Regions from separate parts of the Gossypium hirsutum genome. Here region 2 is linked to region 1. The links are chromatin contacts, called in public Hi-C maps. All regions are on one chromosome and are shown on one strand. The core of a region is the stretch at or near the end of the contact, and the rest is flanking DNA. Distances in the headings are between cores, read along the strand shown. Region 1 holds the start of LOC107953062. Region 2 has its middle 24 kb from the start of LOC107953044.

Region 1 (7,045 bases), core at 1,294-3,793:
TACTTGTTTAAAATGTGAAATGAGTGGATTCTTCAGGGGTTAATCCACAATTTTAGCTTTTCTCCTATTAGCCCCACATTGACACAAATCTTGATCTATACAATTATTTTTTTATAACCAATCAATACCAAACATTTTCATACTATGCCATGATATGCATGATGCTATATAAATCTATTTTCTGATTCATCTCATATTTTATATTTTATTCAATTTAATCCCTGAACTCTAGATAAGCATAACTTTCGGTTCCTAATTTTGGATTAAAATTCAATTTCATATATTTTAATTAAGGACTATATACTTTCTATTTCTAACATAATTTTATGACAATTTTTATATTTATTCAATTTTTATTATATATAGTATATTTTTATAATGTAACTATAAGAATTGTTTTGGAAGAGAAGAAATGAGGCAGAATGGCCAGGGGCCAAGTGTGGCTTGCTCAACTATTTGCAAACCTAATTTAGAGACTTGGAAACCCTGATAGCAATGCCTGCATCCTGCAACATATATGGACTATTCTATTCCAGTTATCTCTCCTGAATAACTAGGATGTTGTTTTTTAATTTTTTTAATTATTATAAATATAAATATTTAAAATTTCAAGAATTAGAATCAAATTTACTTTATGTAAATATTAAAATTAAAATTTTTTAATTTTTTTTAAAAATTAACAAAATATGTGAACTTACAAACTAAATTTCTTATTATATCAATAAAAAAGATTACTCAAGATTCATTAAAGGTTAGAGCACTTAAGCAATTAAAATGGGTAAAATATTGAAATGATTACTAAACTACTATTTGTGTTCTATTTTGGTAATTAAATTTTTAATTTTTTCAATTTAATCATTAAAATATTTGAAATTAAATTTTTTGTCATAAAATGACAAATGTTGTAAAAAATTGAGGACTAAATATGTTAATTTTGTTATGTTTAGAATCAAATTAATAAAATGTGAAAATATTGAAAGGCTAAATTTATTATTAGACCATATCAACACTATCAAATTTAAAAAAAAAATTGATTTTAACTAATTTATGACTAAATAAAACATTAAAAATTGAATGAAAAAAATTTAATTACTCAATAATTTAATCACCATTAATTTTTGGTAATAGTTTAATGAATTAAAATTTGCAATTTGTTTTTCTTGAGAAAAGTTAACATTTTATTTCATTTCTTAATCATAAAGGCAAAGCTGAAGGGAAAATAAATATACAAAAGCGTGTGTTCTCATAAAGGAAGGCCTTTTCTCTTCCACTTTAATCATTTGCTTCACTCTTTCCAACCAATATATTATTGACTATAATACCCTTTCACATTAGAACTCATATTTATTTCTCATTTTTCTTGTTATTGTACAATTGAAAAATAAAAACATATACTCCCTATTTTTTATTTATATTCTTTTTTGAAGAAAGTCAATAATTTTTTATTTGAGTTTTAAAACTCACGTTTATCCTTCACAATATTTAATCATCTCTCCACTATTTGATAATTTAATTATCATATTTGTCTATTCATATAATTTAATATGGATTTGGAAAAAAAATTAAAAAATTAAAAAATTTAATTCGTTCATTAAGTTGTAATTTCACTTCTCTATATTAATTAAGATCGTTCTTTTTACTAAAATTTTTTTTCATTGAAAGCTTAGCTACAAATTGTACATTAAAAAGTTTATTACAAAGTATTCACCTTAAAAATATATTCCTACCATGAAATATAGTTGTATTATTTCTAAATTGTACAAAACCAAGTTAGCATGCATGCTCGCTCTAAATAGGCATTATAAATTTGTAAATTTTCAGATAGTATGAACATTATATCTTTAGAGTCGTGTTTTAATGATTTTACTTCCATGGAATCTAGAGGTAACATGATTACATATAATAAGTTCAAATAAAATCTTAACTAAAATTTTTATAAAAATATTTCGATATTTCACAAGTTTACAAATATACTATCAATTGAAACATGCATCTAAAACTAACATTATATAAACTTAAAAGAACCGCAGTTACATTGACAAGTTCAGTTGATTTATTATTAAATTATTAAATTAATCTTTCGATGAATATAGGTAAATTAATAGTCTAAAAATATTAATAAGATTAACATTATAAAATAAATATATTTATTACTTAATTTTTATTAATTTACAAAAGTCAATACTTATAAAATTTAATATTTTATGAAATAACACCGTTTCAAATCAATTAAAAGGAGCCGCAATTTTCAGTTTTGTCATTTGTGAAAACATTTTGTTCTGCTGATGAAACAGTAATAGAGGACAAAGAGAGGGTTAGATTTGGAAGAAAAATAGGGGACAGCTAGATTTAGTATTCTTTAATGTGGCGTGAAACCGTGTTTTGCTACGAGGTTCCGCCGCCCATTCTGCACACTTGTCACCAATCACCCTCGTTTGTTTTCGTCTCTCTGCCTTTCCGCGTACCAAACCCCCTAACGTAATTTGCATAACACGACACGTCCACATACTAATCCCAATTATCATCCCCAGTCCTTCACTTCTCTCATCTGCAATTATAAATCTTATCATCTCTCATCTGCAACCAAATATCTTAGGCTTACTAACGAAGCTTAATATGGCGAAGACGAAGGGTGATGTAGCTCAAAGAGCATGGAGTCTATTGCGTTTAGCATTATTATGGGCGAGAAAAGGTGGGGTGTTCAGGAGACGGCTGATGATGGAGCTACGATTGCTGCCTAAGTTCCTCAAGGGTCTTGCTCATCATCAACCTCATCGTCATCACCAACTGATGAGCCATTATAAGGAACGCCAGCTTTCATTCGACGAGACGCCCATTTTTCACATCAAGATGCACCGTCCAGCCTCCATGCGATTCCTCCTTCCTTGCATTAGCACTGAGGAAGTCGATTTTGACTATGATTTCGGTCCCAATGATTACGATGGGGTTTACGGGTATAATGATGGTGGGAGAAAGAGTTACTCAACGGCATCTGATACTGACGAAGAAGATGGAGAAGTGGAAGAGTGTGGATATGAAGGATGTGATGAGAAAGAGAACAGTCCATATTATGCAGTGGAGGAAGAAGGGATTGATTCAAAGGCGGAGAAGTTCATAGCTAGCTTCTATGAGCAAATGAGGTTACAAAGACAGGTTTCATATTTGGAATATAGTGAAAAGCTTAGCACAGGCTCAAAAAGCTAGAATCTCCACAAATATGTCAACTTCATCATATTGCATATCCTACAATATCTATATTTTTTTCTTCTTTTTAATTTTTTTATTATTTGAGTTACAGAGCGTTTTGTAAGAGATGATCAAACAAAGACACTACAGCTTTTTTTTTTTAACGAGGATTCGTGTGTTTATAGTTTCATCAATAAGATTTAAAGACTTACATTTTGAGTGCAATAAGTTGATGCTTTTGTATTCAATAACAGATTCACAGGAGTTTCATGAATTTTCTTAAAAAAATAATTTGGGGTGTAATTAAAAATTTTAAATTTTTTATGAGATTAAGAATGAAATTTTTCAAAAATTTTTGAGAGGTCCTGCAACCATTTAGCACTGCCTTTGTTTGTATTAATGCTATTTATAAACGTCCACTCAACGGATGAAGTACGAATTGTTTGAACATCCCTACCTTTATAAATAGGAAAAATATTTGCTTCCAAAATTTTAAATTTTACAAATAAATTTATTTTAAGAAAAAGAGATATATGTTAATCTTTTAAACCTATTTATAAAAATAAAAAAAATATTGTTAGTGTATTATATATTTATAGATATATATATAAAAGATTATTATCTTATACATGGCCAGTGAAATGAAAAACTCTACAAATAGATAAAATTATTATCCTATACACTATTAATGAAATATACCACTTGTTTTTAAGTGTATATATATATATATATGTGTGTGTGTGAGTATTTGCGAGTGTAATTACTCAATGAAGTAAAAGGCAAGGCATTTAGCAAAACGTAAATATCAAACATATGTTTATTATTTAAAGCCGTAAAGTTGTTGGTATTTTAGGCTAAAATCAATCATTTTCATCTCATGGCGCCTGATATGTACACATTCCTTTCAGCAACTCATAATGCAATCTCTCATCAAACCAACACCAGAAATCTACTATTTTTTAAAATCTGAATTCACCTTTGAATTTTAAATTTATTTATTATCTGACTTTACTATATATTTAAATCTAATTAAAATATTCTTTGAATATTTGAATTCATTAAATATTCATATTTAATATTTTAAAATAACAATTTTTAAAAATAAAAGGAATAATGAATTAGGATATCAAATCTAAATCTATTATTCATAAAAAAAAATAAAGTCTATTATCCAAACAATCATTACCCACAAAATTGAAACAAATTCGAATAATGAATATTCAAAGATTAATATCTGCATTCAACATTAAATAATCGTAAAGTGCAAGTAAGGTACTCAAATTCTAATAGAAAAATTTTAGATTGGGGGCAAAATGAATTTTTAATTTTTACAATTTATTTGAATAGCTTATATCTTTATAGTTTTTAAAAGGTTAAATCGATTTTTTATCATTTTTAGAGGCTAAAGTGTAATTTTATTTTTACTAATTTAAAATTTTAAAAAATTTAAAAGACTTAAATAAAAAATTTTATATTTTAGGAGCTGCCAAAGCACCTGCGAACCACTCGGCTACACCCCTGCGAACATGTGTTTCATCCACAATATAACGTGAACAATAAAAAGGAAAGCAGTCAAAAAGCATATCTCAAGCCAAATGCAGGAAGAGCTCAATTATGGGTTGCTAGACCAAGCATGTGAACTTTATTCAGATTCCTTCATCTTTGGTTATAGAGACGGTGGAGACTATATGAGGAAGCATGTGAACTTTATTTAGCTCCTTCTTAGTTATTCACATGGATGCAGCATGAGGATGCTCCATGTTCTTCCACATATGTACAATAAAATTTACTTACATATCGTAAAAGAACTAATATCAAAATTTAACCATTAAAATATGATTGAAAGGAGAATAAAGACTTGTTAGAACAGTCTCAGAATTACAACTATATGAAAACTTTGTTTGAAGAGGCAGTTGAAGCAACCTAAATTTGATAACTACGTCAAATAGGAGCTTCAATTGCCTAACAACTAAAGTTGTAAGTTGCAAACATAATTCTGCTTAGCATTGGGGAAAGAGAGTTAAAAAAAAAATCCATGGAAATTCAGTGATGTAAGAAGTTCAGGCAAACTTCGACACATAATTCTGCTTAGGATTGACAAAAGGGAGTTATTTTTAATTTAAAACGTTAAAAAAATGAATGGAAATTCAGTGAGGTAAGAAGTTCAGGTAAACGTTGATAAGATATTCCTCTTCAGCGTGAATTCATCAGTTTTTGCTTGGCTTATTGACTGCACAATAAAACCCAGAAAACAAATAAAAAATTCATGGCTTAATACCATCTCAAATGGCACAACAAGAAGAATTTTACTTATATTCAACAGCAAAGATTCTTACCTTGTCAAGAATGCGTTCCAGCCGTTCAATTTCCTTCTTGGGATAATCAGCACCTTTTTCCAAACAGCTTTTAGCAGCTTTCAAGTAGATCTTTCCATACCTGTTCAAGCTTAGACAAGACTGTTTTCTTGTCGTCATTGCTAGCAGACACAAATTCCTTCACTAATGTGTCCAAGCTTGGCAAAATACCAGCCTATGCAGAAAGGAAGGGGAGAACGATTTTACCTCCTATAGAAAGACAAACATGATATAGCATTATATATACTATGCTAACCTTTGAAGTTAGCTGCCCTTTTGTATCACGACTGGTGCCACACTTCTCATTGATGAAACTAACAAAGTCATCCAATTCCCTTTCACCATGGTAGTCTTCTCCAGCTTTATTGCCCTTTGGGAAAAATTGCAATGTTGGATATCCACTTACTCCATAGCTGCACTTAAAGCAGAGAATTTCTAATCTTTAACTCTCAAAGACAAAGGGTTGGGCTTATTGGCTAAGTTATGCTTACTTTTCAGCTACATCTGTGTATTTGTCAACATCTAGATTGGCTATCACTACATCTTCTTCCAATTTAAACGCTGTAGCTAATTTCTCATAAATCTGTAGGGACAAAGACAAAGGGTTAGAAAGGAAATCACCACTTGGAACCAAAACGATCATGCTGCCTTTATTAAGCATCGATATAGATGATAACAGGAGTGAGGCTTTTGCAATGACCACACCTGGCAGAAAACCAATACAGAACTTGATCAGACCACTTTTTGCAGAAAAGATTGAAGCAAAAGAATATCAACAACAAAACAAAAAAGGTGCATGCTTACCAAGGTGCATAAAACTCAACCAGCACATATTTGGTCTCATCAAGGACAATCTCATTAAAATTATCATCATTTAGCACCACAACACTGGATGGCAAATTGGCAATCTTCACATTGGTCCCTATAAAACAAGACATTAGCAAATCAAAATCCTAGTGGGTTTAGACATTGGTCCCTATAATCTACCTCCTTCACTGTTTACGAACTCAGCAAGGGACTCTGCAGTGCGTGGTCCTACATACCTGGATAGAACAATTTTTATCTACTAAGAGCATGTTTTAAATAAAATATTGATTCCAATACCAAAACTTAAACAAGACTAAAACTCACTTTTTAGGTTCCAAAGAGCCTTTAGGAAACCACTGAATGGTTGGGTAGCCTTGAACATCATACTTGGTGCATACACTCTTATGCTCATCACAGTCCACCTACAATGGCATCAACAAAAGAAAAGAATTCCAAATAAAACCAATTGCAATATATAGCAAGAAAAACATTATATCGCTAACCTTTCCAATCAAGACGGACTTAGCCCTCTTGAAATTAGCCCCAAGCTTCTCAAACTCAGGAGCTAGCTTCTTACAGTGACCACACCTGTAATTGGATAAATATATGATTTTGAGAATGTAAATAGCACGAAATGGAATTAAGGAAAAAAATCGTTTGATCCTAATAAACAAGCATTAAAAAACCAAGGGAAAAAG
Region 2 (7,034 bases), core at 782-3,281, 100 kb after region 1:
TTAAAAAAAGAAAGGCTTAATCTCATGATTTTCCCCAAAAACGGTATATTAAGAAATTCACCCTATCGAGTGACAATGGAATAGCAGTGGAAAAATGAGAAAATAAAAATAAAAATAAATTATGAATGGTGGGGGGTTTGATTGATGGAAGGAAATGAAGAAAAAGACTTTGCTTGATGATGAAATGAAAGAAACGGAGAGAGTCAGTTTTTAACAAATATATATGTATTAATTTTTAAATTTTTATTTATTTTTTAATATATTTATTAGAGTGAACTCAATAACTATTTCTCCGCATTTTGTAGGCTCATTAAGAATGTAAATATTATTTTAAATTTTAATTTTAATATAATCAATAATAATGTTTTTAAACTTTTTCAATAAAAATGAAAAAAATAGATTACGTCCCACATTTGTATGCTTTAAGTATTTAATTAAGTAAAAAAATTTAGGTAATAAAATGGAAAAATGATATATTTTAAGAGTTAAATTGTGAATTAAGTTTATAATAATTAATCTATTGTTTTTAATAGTTATATTGTATTGTTACAATAATTTATTTTACCTCTGTCACTACGTTTTTATCTAAAAACATATTTTAGTTTTAATTTTAAATATATAGTTATAATATCTAATTTCATTACTATAATAATTAATTTTTTATTATTGTTGATTTTAATTTTATCAAAATTAATGACAATGTCCTTCCAAATGAATGATTAATACGTTCATGACACAAGTATTAACGTTGTATAGAATGTGAGTTGGTTTGCCCGTATTAAATCACATAATTATGCAGCATATAAAACTAATTGAACTCATTTATTATATTATTCATGTTTAAACAAATCAGTTATATTTAAATGTGATATCTGTTGTCTATCATTTCATATGACTTATATAATATATGTTGTGTGTTGTGCATTTTTAAAAGAGCCCTCAATGTAACACAATTTAGAATTCAATGCTTGAATAATTCCTAACCTATTCTTTATGAAAATGATTTTAATTAGGGAAAATTCATTTATTTTATCAATGGGATTATATAATTCAAAGAAAAAAAGACAAGATAAATTTCAGTATCATAACAAAGGTTTCAACCTGAGCATTAGTAAAACATTATGACACATTAACAACTGACTCTATGACAATTCAAGCACGACATATCTAAAGTGATTGCAAGCATTTAACAAGATAACTCAATTAACCCTAGATGGTCTAAAGCGACAGGCAAAATAGGCAAAAGAACCAATCATCCACTAAGTTAGAGAGGATTGCGACGAAAAAATTTCTAAAATCACTTGCAAAAGCAAGACTATATGCATAAATAAGACTAAAAAACTTGTACAATACAAGACAAAAACTTACAAAAGTGAAGACTTATTAAACAATGAAAAAAAATTGTAATACTTAAGACAACACGAGTCAAAATCGACTCGTGAAATCATTTATTATTTTAAAATACTCTCAAAACATAAACATATTAAGAAGTCGACGAAGAGCCACCTTTTGAATATCTACGACCAACCCACTTCTCAAGAGAAACTGATGTTCAGTGGCAACAAGCAAAGAATATAACCACAAAATAGATCTGCAAACTGAAAAAAAAAAGAAGACATGTGGAGTGAATGAGGACAATAAAAGAGAGGGTTGATAGGATAAAGAGAGAAAAAGGTGGGCGATAGCCAGCCCAAGCATAGCACCATTGCTGGACAAAACAAGAGAGAAAAACAACCTTAAAAAATTGATATGTGTTCTTCTTTTTTAGTATTTTATTATATCTATACGATACTTATCAATTCTCTAACTTTGCTTGTATCAAATAATTTCCTTATATATTTTGTATCATTCCTATTTGGTAATATATTTTTTAAATTTTGTAAATTTAGGATATGAGATTTGATCCAAATTTTCTCAAAGGTGTAGTGGGCTGGACTTTAAACTCCAAAATTTTTGGTAGGTGGAAGAGAGAATTAAGGAAGACGTGAGAATATTTTGGGCCATGCCCTTTAAATGAGGATCAATCTCAAAAGCCCAGAGCAAACTTTTTGATCAATTATTTTAAGCTCCCACAACACGAAAGCTACCCTACGTGGTCACAAATATAAAGTCACCATTCTTTATAACAGTCACATTTTATGATAATAATCAGATTTGTTATCAAATTATTTTTTTATTTTTTATTTTTACCATTTATAATAGACTTTTATCTCAACTTTAGTAAAATTAGTTTTATTCCGAAGTGAAGTAAAAATAAAATATTATTCTAATAAAATACTCAGATTTTATATAAAAAAACTATTAATCATATTTTATAAAATAAAAATAAATTTTAATAAATGAAATTGTATTTGTAAATTTTATTAAAAACATAGTCTAAATCTCACTAATTAACATTATTAATATATTATAGTTTTTTTAATTAATTTTTTAAAATAAAATATAATTTGAATTTCAAATGTTGTTATAAGTGTACAACAATCACATCTCTATAACATCTAAAATTTTGACAAACAAATATAATTGTTATAAAGAGAATTGTTGTATCTCTTTATCCAAAAATTGCTACTTGTGAAATCAAATGTTAGAAGCCCTAAAAGTTGAACCTATCATGGTGTAGGGAAAAAAATAATCACAGAAGAATATTGTCAAACAACTTGTATGCAAGGAAAGTACTAAACTGGAAAGTTTAAGAAAAAATAAAAGTTGAACTTAGAATGCCTGAAGTTGCTGTATTATTCACACCCAAAATGAAATAAATGAAGGCATATAAATAGCCGTTACACCATAACTAACTAACATAAAAAATGTACAACACTATTGCACGAACATAACAAAAAATCAAAGAAATAAGAAAATAACAAACTAAGCACAGCAGAGCCAAATTTAAATTTAGAAAAATTGACTTTGAATCTTTCTCCAACACTCCCCATTGATTCAAAGTTGCAAACACCAAGCTGAAGTCTGAAGTAAACATGTTTTTCTCTAGGGAGAGACTTCATTAGAATATCTACCATTTGCTCATTTGTGTTGCAATATTTCAGAATAATTGACCCATCAGACACAAGATCACGAATGAACTGTACCCGAATATTTATATGCTTTGTTCTTCAATGAAAGGATGGATTTTTAGATATGGAAATCGCTGCTTGATTGTCACAGCAGATTACAGTTGCTTCCTTCTGCTTCATATTAACATCAACTAAGATTCTTCTTAACCATAAGGCTTGACAAGCTGATATAGTTGTAGCTGTATATTCAGCTTCTGATGAACATAGAGCTGTCATTGCTTGTTTTTTGGAACTCCAACAGATAACATCTGATCCAAAACCAAAGACATAACCTGACTTGTTTCTTCTATCTTTCAAACATCCAGCCCAATCACTATCTATATAACCACTCAGCTTGAACTCTAAGATATTATCATACCACAGCCCAAAATCAATAGTTTCGGCAATATACGTAAGACTCGTTTTGCAGCGCCAAAGTGATGCCTTGATGGACAATGCATGAACCTGAAAATAACTCCAACAACAAAAGAAATATCAGGTCGTGTATTATTCAAGTAAATCAAGCCACCAACTAGACTTTTAAAGCTCCTTGCATCTATTGCTTCAGTACCATCATCAATTTTCAACTTTTCATTCAAATTCATAGGTGTTGCTGTAGTTTTGCATCTTAGCATGTTGAATTTTTTAAGTAAATCAGCAGTATATTTCTTTTGCAACACAAAGATGCCATCTTCAACCTGCTTCACCTCAAGACCAAGAAAAAATTGCAATACTCTAAGATCTGTCATTTTGAATTCCTTTTCCATACAAGCTTTGAATTCATTTATAAGACAAGAGGAACCCATGTAGATCATATCATCAACATAAAGGCAAAAAATGAGGAAATCATAGGTACCTTGCTGTTTAAAATAAAGATTGGGCTCATACTTGCTTCTCTCAAAGCCATTTTTAGGAAAGTATGGCAATTTTGTTGTACCATGCACGCGAGGCCTGTTTCAGTTCGTACAGAGCTTTTCGTAGCTTGTACACTTTTTCTTCTTTGCCTTTGATTTTGAATCCCTCGGGTTGAGCAATGTAAACCTCCTCTTTTAATTCACCATTCAAAAAAGCCGATTTAAAATCAAACTGATACACAATCTTTTTCAAATGTGCAGCCAATGCCAAAACAATTCTAACAGTTTCAAACCGTGCAACCTGAGAGAAAGTGTCGTCAAAATCTACACCTGGTTGTTGTGAATACCCTTTTACCACCTGACATGCTTTGTGCTTTAGAATGGTTCCATCTCTATTGAATTTGACACCAATAATTTTTTTGTCTTTGGGAAGATCTTCAAGCTCGCATGTCTCATTACGTTGTATTGCTGCAATTTCTTCTTTCATTGCAATTTTCCATTCTTCTTTGTCCGCTGCTTCTTCGAAAGTTGTAGGACCAGCAAGAAACAAGGCCTGTGTAGATGCATAAATCTCAGCCAAAGATCTGAACTTCTTTGGAGGAGTCTTATCATCAAATGAACTGTTACTATTTGGAGATGCACTTGATGAACATAAAGGAGATGACAGATTTGGAGAAGGGGGTTGTAACACTTCAGTCTGTGGAGCTACATCTTCACTCGCAATTTCAAATTTGACATCACATGCATTTTCTTTCCAAAACCAGCTTGCATCTTCATTGAAAATCACATTCCTACTGATTATCATTTTTCCATTAATAGGACTATACAGCCTGTAAGCTTTGGAGTCAGAACAATAACCAACAAAAATGCATTTTGTTGATTTTTCATCAAGTTTTTTGTGTTTATGTGAATCAACTAAAGTATAAGCAACACAACCAAAAACCTTTAGATGGCTTACCCAAGGTCTTTTTCCGTACCAAACCTCATATGGAGTTTAGTTGAAGACAGTCCTTGTTGGTGACAAATTCAACAAGTAGACTACAGTCGCTATAGCTTCTGCCCATAATTGATTCAGAAGTCCTTTGGCTTTCAACATACTTCTTGCCATTTCTACAATCGTCCGGTTCTTCCACTCAGCGACACCGTTTTGCTCCGAAGTATATGGAGCAGTCAGCTCTCTTCTCAGGTCGTATTCATCATAAAAATTATTAAACTCTTGTGATACAAATTCACCGCCTCTGTCTATACACAGTGCCTTAATATATCTTCTAGTTTGCTTCTCCACAAGTGCTTTGAATTTTTTGAATTTTTCAAATGTTTCTAAGTTTAATTGTAAGAAGTACACCCAACTCATCTGACTACAGTAATCTGTAAATAATAAAAAATATCTACTCCCACCAAATGATTGAGTTTTCATGGGACCAACCACATCAGCATGTAAAAGCTCGAGGCAGCTCATTTCCCTTCTAAACTTCCCCACAAGAAATGGTTTTTTTTTTACATTGTTTCCCATATATGCACCCTTCACATATATCTAAAGACTCAATTCTGGGCAATCCAAAAACCATTTCTTTTTTACAGAACATTCAAACCTTTGACGTTTAAATGCCCATACCTTAAATTCCATAATCTTGACTCACCATTTTCTTTGACAGCGAGTGTATGGTTCTCAACATCAGAAATAACAAGTGGGAATAACTTGTTTGGTGTCATGCGAACATCAATAATAGTTTAATCTGATTTTTTATCTTTGATCACACATGGGATATCATCGAACATGATAAAATATCCAGTAGCCATGAGTTGCCTTACACTCAACAGATTTTGTGACAGACTAGGAATGTAATAGACATCATAAAGAAGTTTCACATTACCGGAACTGCTTTTGACTGCCACATTAACCTTCCCTTCCACTTGAATCTGCTTGTTGTCTCCAAGTGTTACTTTTTGTTTGAAGGTTTCATCAATCTCATTGAACAATGACTTTACACTAGTCTGTGGTTCGAGCACCCACTATCCAGAAACCAAATGTTTTTTATGACTTGCTGCATTTTCTTGATAAGCCATGAATAATTTAATCTCATCATTTTCTTGCTCTACGTAACTTGCTTGTTCTTGCCTTGGTCTTTTCTAGCAATCTGTCTTCACATGCCCAAACTTTTTACAATAAAAGCATTGGATAAACCTTTTGTTATCCTCTTATTGTGTTTGATTTTGGTATCCATTGCCCCGACCTCGTCCTCTGCCACGACCTCCTCTCCCACGAGATCCAACCTGACCTCGCCATTTTTGTTCATTTTTTTAGGGTAATGCCTCCCCTTTCACATGGAAAGCCTTATCATAGGTATTCTCCTCTGATCTGTTCAACCTTGCCTCATGGGACTGCATTGATCCCATCAATTCATCAAATGTGAATGTTTCCAAGTCTTTGGATTCTTCTATGGAAGCCACTACATAATCAAACTTAGGAGTGAAACTCCTTAAAATTTTTGCAACAATCATTTGATCATTAATATTCTCCCTATAAGACTGCATTTTGTTGACAATTTCAGCAACTCTGGATAAAAAATCCTACACCGACTCTCCACATTTCATCTGCAAGGTTTCAAAATCTCGACGAAATGATTGAAGTTTTATAATGATTACCTTAGAGGATCTTTAAAATGCTGTCTACAAGATCCCCCAAGCTTCTGTCGCTATATTTGCTGCAGTAATTTTCAAAAAAGTGGTCTCATGAACAGCTTGTTGGATAAAGAATAATGCCTTTGAGTCCTTCTTCTTATTTTCTCTTAATCTTGCCTCTTCATCTGGTTTGGTATAGTCATTCTCAATTAAGTCCCAAAGATCCTGAGACTTGAACAAGGTTTTCATCTTGATGTTCTAAAACTCATAGTTTTCTCCATTAAAGACTGGAATCGACAGTTGAGACACATTCACGACATTGTCGTTAGTCGCCATTAGTTGCGCACCCAACTAAAAATGAACCTGGCTCGGATACCAAAAATGTAAGAAAAAAATAATCACAGAAGACTATTGTCAAACAACTTGTATGCAAGGAAAATACTAAACTAGAAAATTTAAGAAGAAAGAAAAGCTGAACTCAAAATGACTGAAGTTATTGTATTATTCA

What was found. Hi-C and Micro-C count contacts between places; a contact is called where the count stands out from the background.
Region 2: a contact with region 1 is called in a Hi-C map of leaf, with 3 times the contacts expected there. The contact joins the enhancer-like site here to the promoter of LOC107953062 in region 1. A contact is called at or near these places in 14 of 34 Hi-C or Micro-C datasets (callus, hypocotyl, leaf and 2 more).

What each region holds. Positions count from the first base shown.
Region 1 is chrA07:26,902,916-26,909,960 of Gossypium_hirsutum_v2.1, forward strand. It overlaps LOC107953062, which reads left to right and starts at 2,544. Exons shown (of 1, transcript XM_016888290.2): 1 at 2,544-3,397. The coding sequence starts at 2,617. The coding sequence ends at 3,204. It also overlaps the pseudogene LOC107955857.
Region 2 is chrA07:27,004,225-27,011,258 of Gossypium_hirsutum_v2.1, forward strand. No RefSeq gene overlaps it. Among protein-coding and RNA genes, the nearest start is that of LOC107953044, 24 kb to the right of the region's middle. Within about 2 kb of position 2,032, at least 1 of the 9 cell types and tissues checked has an H3K27ac peak or open chromatin away from gene starts, as enhancers often do. A contact at or near this core is called in leaf, where this site is marked.